Linked DNA regions of Mus musculus: region 1 is linked to region 2. The links are chromatin contacts, called in public HiChIP or PLAC-seq maps. All regions are on one chromosome and are shown on one strand. The core of a region is the stretch at or near the end of the contact, and the rest is flanking DNA. Distances in the headings are between cores, read along the strand shown.

The links. HiChIP or PLAC-seq counts read pairs in DNA pulled down with a chosen protein or histone mark.
Region 1: a contact with region 2 is called in an H3K27ac HiChIP or PLAC-seq map of microglia, with 5 times the contacts expected there. The contact joins two enhancer-like sites.

The regions. Positions count from the first base shown.
Region 1 is chr16:84,997,952-85,002,980 of GRCm38.p6, reverse strand. All of the region lies in intron 13 of App (amyloid beta (A4) precursor protein), which reads left to right. Among named protein-coding and RNA genes, the nearest start is that of Gm10791, 28 kb to the right of the region's middle. Within about 2 kb of position 2,435, at least 29 of the 459 cell types and tissues checked have an H3K27ac peak or open chromatin away from gene starts, as enhancers often do. A contact at or near this core is called in microglia, where this site is marked.
Region 2 is chr16:84,582,302-84,587,016 of GRCm38.p6, reverse strand. No RefSeq gene overlaps it. Among named protein-coding and RNA genes, the nearest start is that of Gm32073, 26 kb to the right of the region's middle. Within about 2 kb of position 3,461, at least 134 of the 459 cell types and tissues checked have an H3K27ac peak or open chromatin away from gene starts, as enhancers often do. A contact at or near this core is called in microglia, where this site is marked.

The DNA.
Region 1 (5,029 bases), core at 1,186-3,685, 420 kb before region 2:
TCCCCTCCATTCTACTCCATTTACAGTTGTTGCTGTAGGGCTGCCCTCTCCACCCCGCTGGTACTTAGATCCTGGGAATTCAAACTCCATTCACACTTCCAGAAAGCCTTGTGCACTGAACCATCTCCCCAGACTCCTGTTATAAAGTTTTAAATAAGGATTAATTAAACAACAGGATGCTACAGCAGGCCGTGAGAGGATTCTAGCTGAGGCCCACTGTGACAAGGCAAGTTCTTAAAATTAGTGGAATTCACGCTTTTGGCTTTCACGCTATTATTTTAGTAAAATTCCAAAGGTTTGGTAGTCCTCTTGTCAAGATGTGCTGTCTCTACTACCTCAGTAGCTTCTGTCCGTTTTCACACAGTCACTTACTTTGCAGTAAGGAGCATCTCTACCAGATGGGTGAGGCTTGAGGCAGCATCTCCCACCCCAAGCTGCTGATTCTCATGAAGATGCGGGGAGTCATTTTCCCAGCTCCCCAACTCTTATGTGCTGTAGTTTGAAACAAAACCTAAAGAGAAGCCCTAGCAAAAACTGAGTAGGGTGTGAAAGCAGACCACAGCGGTGGCAAGATGGTTTCCTGGCACGAAACACTGCAACAGATGTGTCCTGATTCCTTTTCTTTTCTACAGTCTTGGGAAAAACCAATGATTTTGGACGGTAACAAGGGCTGGTTACTCTATTTTTCACAAGCAGCTGCCTTCAAGGTTCTTTTTTTAAAAGGGAAAAAAAATGTAGAGATATTTGCCACCCAGAATATGGAAATGAAGCCAAATTAATTTTGAAGTGTGCTTCCACAAGGATTAACTGGAGATGAGATGAGCTTGTTTGCATGTGAGTCAGAGTTGGGAACGAATGTAATTTGCCTCTTGCTGTTCCTCTCAGAAACAAATTCTGCAATGTAGTCACTGAGGAAGCCTCATTATTCTTTATTAATAGCTCTTAGGTAGTGTGTCTTGTGCAGACACTGTTAGCTAGGAAATCATAAACAGGGAGGGTGTGTCAACAGGGCTGGAGGGATGGCTCAGCACATAATGCTCTTAGAGAGGTCCCAGGAGAGGTTCCCAGCACCCATGTTGGACTGCTTACAGCTTCTGTAACACCAGCTCCAGGCGATCTAATGCCCTCTTCTGGCCATCACAGCCATGCACACACAAGAACACACGTGAGTGCACTCACACACACACACACACACACACACACACACACATACACACACACAAGACTTAATATTCTTAATTCATGGGTCAACCTGTTGTGTTTTATGAGAGAGAGAGAAAGAGAGAGAGAGAGAGAGAGAGAGAGAGAGAGAGAGAGAAAGAGAGAGAGAGAGAGAGTTTGGTGGAGGCACAGTATGGTGTCTGTGGAAGGGGGTGGCTCTGTGGGCCCATGCTGAGGCATCCCTTCCCCCTGAGGTACCAGCCACAGAAAGGTATAGTATAGAATAACTTTATGTGCCTCAGTACAGGGGAACGCCAGGGCCAAGAAATGGGAGGGGGGAGGGTATGGGGGACTTTTGGGATAGCATTGGAAATGTAAATGAAGAAAATACCTAATTAAAAAAAAAGAATAGAGTTTATTTAGGGCATGGGGAGGGGAGTTGAGACAGAGAAAGGCAGAGAAATGGGGGAGGGAGGAGAGGGGAGGGGAGGGGAGCGGAGGGGAGGGGAGTGGAGGGAAGGCAGGCCATGAGCACATGGAGAGGTGGGGGGAGAGGGGCAAGAGGAATGGGGAGAGAGGGGTAAGAGGGTAAGGGAACAAGAGCAAGAGGAGAAGAGAAGAAAGTGAGGAGGGGACAAGCAGTCCCTTTCATAGTGAATCAGGCACACATGGCCATTACCAGGGAACTGTGGGGTGGGGCCTAGACGAAATGCCAACACAACCAATTAACCTATTCTATTATGAGCGCTGTCCAGAGAAACAGTATTTTGATATGTGTCAAGACACTATTCATTCAGGGTATGTTAGTATACACCAAAAACCTTATCACTTGGGAGACTGAAAGAGGAGCAACTTGAGTTCATGGCTGGCCTTGACTCTACCAGGAAATCCTATCTCCAAAAGACAAGGGATTAAAAACAAGCAAACAAATAAACAAGTAGTATTTGCAATGCCTTTGTTAGTGGGTAGAGTCCAGTTCATTTCAGCCACTGCTGATAGATGATGTATTAGCAAAGACAAAGAATTTACTAGCCATTTGGTGCACTGAACTCGTTGTTGCTGACTGGCATTTGTTCATAAAGGTGTTAGCTACATCTTTTGCTTGAAAAAAAGCACCTGGCCTCTATGAAATTACCCTATCTCTGCCTTTGCTTTTGGTCTGTGTAGCATTTAGATGTGTCTTCCCGTCCTGAGACAAGGCTGTGTCCCTAAGTCTGCAATGTCCCCTATTACACTGAACTCTGTACGGCTGCGTAAGTAGGCCAGTTGTGAAACCAGACACATCTTTGGCCTAAACAAGGGAAGCAAGCTGGGTAGAATTTCATTCTGGTACAAACACTAGCCTGAGCCCTTCTAGCCCTGGCACACCAGCTGTGTCTCCTCTTTCCGAGGTTGTAACCATAAGCGGAAGTTTTGCAGGTGCCTGGGTTCCTCTTGCAGCCTTGCCTCATTAAGAAGGAGCTTCCAAGTACAGTAGTGCAAAGTTAAGAGTGTAAACGAGAGTGTAGCACGTTGATAGGATCATGCTTACTTGCATTCTATAATGTTTTTATTTAGGAAACAGTGAAAGCAAACCAAGTTTCACATTCTGAAATAGTGGGTGTGGAGGCCTCTTTGTTTGGTTTGTTTTTTTAATGTGTGTGACTGTTTGCCTATGTGTGTGTGTGTGTGTGTGTCTATCACATGTATGCCTGATGCCTGAGGAGGCCAGAAGAGTGCCGAATCCTTTGGAACTGAGGTGATGGAGGGTTGTGAACTGCCAAATGTATGTTGAGAACTGAGCTCTGGTCCTCTTCAAGATCACTGAGTACTCAGGACCACCGAAGCTTCTCTCGGGCCCCATACATGTTTCCTAATGAAAGTCTGTGATTTAAAATTCAAAGTTAATTGTTAGCTTTAAATATAGCAACCTTCATTTCATAATTACTGAGTCTTAGGAAGCAACTGAGAGTTCTCAGATGATAGCCAATATCTTCTCTATAAAGGAAGGTTGCTACACATACTTGTCCTGTGATATAGGCATCCTGTGGCATGAAAATGAATCATTGTGTCATCTTTCTTTGTTACAATAAAACTTCCCTAGGAACTCTAGCCAAATGAAGTGCTTATTGCTAGAAGTTGTCAAAGATACCAATAAACAGTTCTCCAGAGTTTCTATTTGTGAAATGTAGTAGTTGCTAGTATAGTTTTAAGTGTAGTTTTCTAATAGTAAATATCTGTTGCCTAATACAAAGAAAGTTTAGTGTTGCCACTGAGGTAGATGAGTGACAGTTTTCAGACATTATTATTATCTGAAAATAATCTTTGATGATTTAGGTATATACATTTTACATTATATATATGCATATATATATACACACATGTATATAATGCATATGTATATATACATATATATGCACATATATACACATTATTATACTTTTATATGACTTTCAAAAAATAAGATGTAGGAAGGCTGGGTGTGACTTACTTACTTACATAGGAGAGTGCTTCATAGCCTGTATGAAGCCTAGGTTTCCTCCTCCCACATTGCACAAAACGTGGTATGATGGTGTAATACCTGCAATCTCAGCACACAGGTGATGAAGACAGACAAATCTAAGACCTTGGCTACTTAGTACAGCTAGGCATGAAACACTGTCTTTAAAAAAAATGTCTATCCATGTACATACACCGCTATCATTTGCCACTGTGAGTAACAAGAAGATCCAAGAACTAAGCAAGGATATTCAGCATCAGTGAATTGTTTGTTAAATACCTACAATACTCTGGGACTGTTAAAGATTCGGGGCACAGTCTTTCTTACTCAAATAACTTAGAATAATTTAGAATTTGCTTAGAGACCGCAGATCATCAGCCAAGACAAGGCTCTGTTCTCACCGAGGCAGTTGATGAAGGCTGATCTGATAGCACGAGGTGGTCTTGTCTAATAACCACCCTTCCTCCTAACCACCTCAAGAAGACTACTAAGCAAGAGGGAAGCTTGCTTTTCAACAGCTCAAGCCACGTTATTTTATAGGTTCAACTAAGGCCATACATCACATGTGGTCAATAATCTAAGGCCATACCTAACGCCTGGTCAATAGCCTGCAGACTAACCCGTTCCATTGGTCTTGATCCAACGGCACTCACTTAGTGATAATAGCAAATTCAAGGCTGAATCTGGGAATAATATGGGCAGCTTCAGCGTCCTTTCACTGAACGTGTTACGCACTGAAGAGTTGTCTCAACAGCTTTGCACACATACATCTCTGTTGATGTGTTAAACATTTTGTAGGACTTGGGGGCCATGCCACCTTTCTCCATTTGATCGGAACTCATATGCTGAAGTATGAGTCGCTGACAGTTCCGTGGACCATGATATCATAATTCCCCATGATGACTTCACCATTGATTCTCCGGGACCAGCCATGCAGGCTAGGGCTTTGCCAATGTTTATGGTCAGAGACTTCTGGCAAACAGCATGGAAGTGGTGTATTGTTGCTGGCCATTAAATCAGACCCATGAAGTGGCCTCCCCTGCCAGCAGAGCAGATCGCTTCTTGGTTTGTTTTTTTCCACTCAAATTTACAAAGAAAGGCTAACAGATAATTTAATGAAAAGCTCTGTATATGTTTTTGTTTCTATTATTGTTATCTTCATTTTGATCACAAACTTTTTTTTAGTCTCCCTAAGTCTTGCTTAATCCTCAAAAAAATCCTTGATAAGCAAAGTGTATGGCTTTTCCCGTCATTTATTACGGTATTACTTTATATGTTTTGGAAACAGGCCTGTGTATGCCAGGCTGCTCTCATTCGCAGTCCCCCTGGTTCAGCATCTCAGGTGCTAAGGAACATGGTAGTCGTCTTCCTTTCTTCTCTTGCTGAGTC
Region 2 (4,715 bases), core at 2,212-4,711:
CCCAATGGAATACAACTCAGCTATTAAAAACAAGGACATTATGAAATTTGCAGGTAAGTGGATGGAACTGGAAAACATAGTCCTGAGTGAGGTAACCCAGATCTCAAAGGACATGTATGGTATGTACTCACTTATATGTGGGTATTAGCCATAAAGTACAGGGTAACCATGCCACAACCCACAGATTCCCCCTATCCCCAAACAACAGGGACAGTCCAAGGAAGGATGCTTGATTATCACTCAGAAGAGGAAATAAAATAGACATAGGATGTGGAGGGAGGAAGGGACCTGGTGGGGAGAGGGGATGGGGTGAGAAGTGGGGCAGGAGGGAGATCAAGTATAGGGAGATCAGGGGAGAAGAGAGGATAGAAATTAGCAGCAGAGTGGGGAGGCATCTCTTGAACATGCCAGAGACCTGGTACATGGGGAGGCCCTAGAGTCTGGGGGGTTGACTCTAGCTGAAACTCCTAGCAGTGGAAGATATGAAGAGGCCACCTTCTGTAGCCAGGCAGGACTCCTAGTAGAAGGAAAAGAACAGCAATTCCCTTCCCAAAGCTTTGACCCAAAATTTGTCCTGAGTACAAGAAGTGCAAGGATTGTGATGGAGCAGAGACTGAGGGAACAGCCAGCCAACAACTGGCCAAACTTGAGACCCATCACATGGCCAAGCACCAATCCCTGACACTATTAATGATACAGGAGCCTAGCATAACTGTCCTCTGAGAGGCTCCATCCAGCAGCTGATGGAAACAGATGCAGACCCATGGCCAAACATTAGGGAAGTCTTGTGGAGTCCCCTAATTTTGGGAAGAGTTGGGAGAACGATTGAGGGACCTTGAAGGGACTGGGACTCCATAGGAAGACCAACAGAATCAACAAACCTGGACCCTTGTGGGTTTCCAGAGACTGAACCACCACCCAAAGAGCAAACATGGGCTGGACATCGGCTGCCTGCAATATTTAGCAAACGTGCATCTTGGTCTTCATGTGGGTTCCCGAACAACTAGTCAGGGCTGTCCCTGACTCTGTTGCCTGTGTGTAGATCCCATTCCCCTAAGTGGGCTGCCTTGTCTGGCCTCAGTGGGAGAGGACTCATCTATCCCTGCAGAGACTTGATGTGACAGGGTGGGGGTGACCCAGGGGGAACCTCCCTCTCCTCAGAGGAGAATTGGAGGGGTCATGGGGGGAGAGGCTGTGTGTCGGGGCCCCTGGAGGAGGGGGGTTTAATCAGATTGTAAAGTCGATAAATAAATTGATTAATGGAGAAACATCATTTGAGAGGAGGGGCAAATATCCAAATATTTTTTTTAAAGATTCATTTATTTTATTTATATGAGTACACTGTAGCTTTCTTCAGACACACCAGAAGAAGGCATCAGATCCCATTACAGATGGTTGTGAACCACCATGTGGTTGCTGGGAATTGAATTCAGGACCTCTGGAAGAGCAGTCGGTGCTCTTCACCACTGAGCCATCTCTCCAGCTCCCCGAACATCCAAATTTGTTGTCTGTCTCCTAGACTGCTTTGTTCCCTCACTGAAGTCATCTAGGAAGAGGCAGCATTTTCTTTTCAAATTACCCACACCTGATCTCTCTTCTGAAGTCCTTTAGCCAAGCAGATGATTTTTCTATTCTCCAGGGAAAATCCCTGCCCTTTTGCTTCTTGAATGTTTCCCCTCTCAGATTCATTTTTGCCCCTTTATGCTAGAAAACCCATAAACCAGAGACATAAAGAAAGTTTTGGTTTTCCACCCCACCCCGTGATACCCACATCCACAGGAAATAACTCAGAATGGACTAATTGGCTGCCGTGGCTGCACGGATGGCAAAGAGGAACTGGGAAACTCAGGGAAAAGCATCCACGCACATCTGAGTAACCTGCGGCAATGTTCATGCACTGCATTGCCTTACAACTTGGCAGAGTTTAAAAACAAATGTTTCTGCTCATTTCGGTCTGGACGCTCTCCTCCAGGAGAGTTCCTGGTTCAGTTTCATTCGGGTACCTTCTTCATTCTCATTGAGGAAAAAAAAATCCTCTATATACATTCTTTGAGCTCAACTGATGAAAATTCAGATTCCTTGAGAGAAACGTCAGTGTCGTCGTAATTCTGAAATCTCAGCATCTGAAGCATCTGAAGATGCTCACGTGGGCCTTGCAGCTCAGTTTTTTTACAAAAGAAATAGCCTCAATTTAGGTTTTTCATCCCTTGGAAGAGTACAGAAAATTCAATATTGATTCTTGCCCCGGGGTTTCTTGGTCACTCACCGAGGACATAAAAATCATTTTCAGGAGAAGTAGTGTAACACAGGCTATCTATCTTTACTTAAAATCTTATTTGATAGAAAATGTAACAGGCTTAGAAGATTTCCACTTTTAGTTAGTGCTTTCATGGGATAAAACTCTGATCCGTGCTGTGTAAAGTGAACCATATAGGAGGGCAAGTTCTGTTTGGCAGCAGATTTTCTAATCTAAACAATATTATATAGGTTTGCAGTTGCTTTGGTCCCCTGGGGAGCTTCACTACTGGATACTCTCTCCACACCGGGGTTAAGATTAGCATCCTGTAGAGATGCTGAGGATACATTCTAGCATCAACATTTTCAGTGACTCAACAGAATAGCTCCGGTTACATTCAGAATGTGAGTGAGCGGTGCTGTTTTTCTAAGTGTCCACAGATGTATTTGACACTGTTCTTTGGATGCAAAGCCTTTGAGGCACATGGAGGACTTCATAATTAAGAAAGACCTGCTAAAGAGGCTTGTGATAGAAGCACACGGGTATGAAGCACGTAAACAGGACTTCTTGATGGCCCCAGTGGCAGCTGAGACATTGTTTTTTTTTTTTTTTTTAAACAAAACAAAAACATTTTCAGAGTATACTGGAGCAGTTGATGTCTCTCAGCCATCTGGATCTCTGTGGGTAGTCACTGCATCGACACCATGTGACAAAGTGTCAGGGACAGGAAGCTGTGGTTTACTTCATTGTTTTCTGGTAAGAAAGTCTCAGAAGTCAGTAACTGCTTGAAAGTGTCTTTAAGTTGGAGATCCCACACAGACTATAATGAGAGGATCCAGGTATAAACGTGCCTGTGTGTGCGTGCGTGTGTGCTGTGTGCGTGCATGCGTGTGTGTGCGTGTATGCGTGTGTGTGTGTGTGTGTGTGTGTGTGTGTGCGCGCGCGTGTGCGTGTGCGTGTGCGTGTGCGTGTGTGTGTGTGTGTGTGGTGTGAGCGCGCACACACACCACACACAGAGTCTAGGAAGCATCCCAGGAATATCTGTAGGCCTACTTTTGTTTTTAGGGTTGATGAATCACAAAGTAGAACTAAGACTGTGAGCAATAAGAGTATTTCAAGCAGATGGAGATTTCGAAAGGTTAGGGTTTTTTTGTCTTTCCGTTTCCTTGCTGAATCAGACACATGACGTATTCAGTGAGGGAGATCACATGACCACAAGCCTCTGCCTGTGTCCGATCTGAGTGCTGCAGTTGGTTAGTCACTGAGGATTTCACAGCTCGAGTCCGAGGTGTCTAGGCTTTCAGAAACTCTAGAAAATTCCAGGGAAACAGAATTCTAACCTGTTTACTCTAGAGCGCCTCTCACAGGTGTCAGTTTGAATGACTGTATGGTAACCAAAATCATTGCTACATTTGAGCTAGAACTCTGTGACTGCAGGCCATCCCACAGACTAGTATTTAAAGTCAGAAGGACATAGTTCAAAGTGTGGTCACCAGCGTAAATTTGGACCTTGACACTGTCTGAATGTGGGTATCAATTTCCTAGGCCAACATAACTCTTTCTTCAAATTATTATTTTAAAAATTAATTGAGGAGCTAAATATAAAATTACTTGATGTAGATTTAAGATTCCATCAAGGTCATACTTCTAGTATCCCCACACATAATAAAACCTTTGGAGGCTAAAGAATCCTACATGAAATGAAGTGGTATGTATATTCATCTCAATTATGTAGTCCTCATATACTGGAAGTTATCTGTCAACTACTCATCCAATCTATTGTTTAGGAATTAACAACAAAATTTCTCTACATATTCAGTGGAAGTGTAATTAAGAAATGTCTTTGGGCTAAAAAGATGGCTTAGCAGTTGAAAGGACTGCTTTCTTACAGAGGACCTAGGCTCTATTCTCAGCACCCACAGGGCAGCTCACACTTATTTATAATTCCACTTCCAGAGGATCCCATGTCCTCTTCTGACCTACATGGGCAGCAGACATGCCAGTAGTTCACAGACATACATGCAGGCAAAATACCAATACATGTGAAATGAAATAATTATATATAATACAATATAATTAAAGTTTATAAAAATGTTTAATCTTTGGTTGACTATGTAGACAGAATCCTAGATATATTTAGAAAGTCCATTTTTCTACTACTTCAAAACCAACATAGAGATAAATTTGGGTTCATATTAATTTTTCCAGGTGTGTGTGCATGTTTGTGTGTGTGTATATGTGGGCGTGTTGTTGTGTGTGTTTGTGTGTATATGTGTGTTAGTGTGTGTATGTATGTGTTGTGTATGTTTATGTGTGTGTTTGTGTGTGTGTGTGTTTTTTCTTTTTCCAGTTTCTGAGATGCTCTGTAGAAATACAGAAGCTGTATTTGGCTGGGACCAGCAGCAGCCTAGCCTAATATTTGCCCCACCTGATTGTTGTTACCTGGTGTTTCTAGCAATGTTTTCTAGTTTTTGGCACT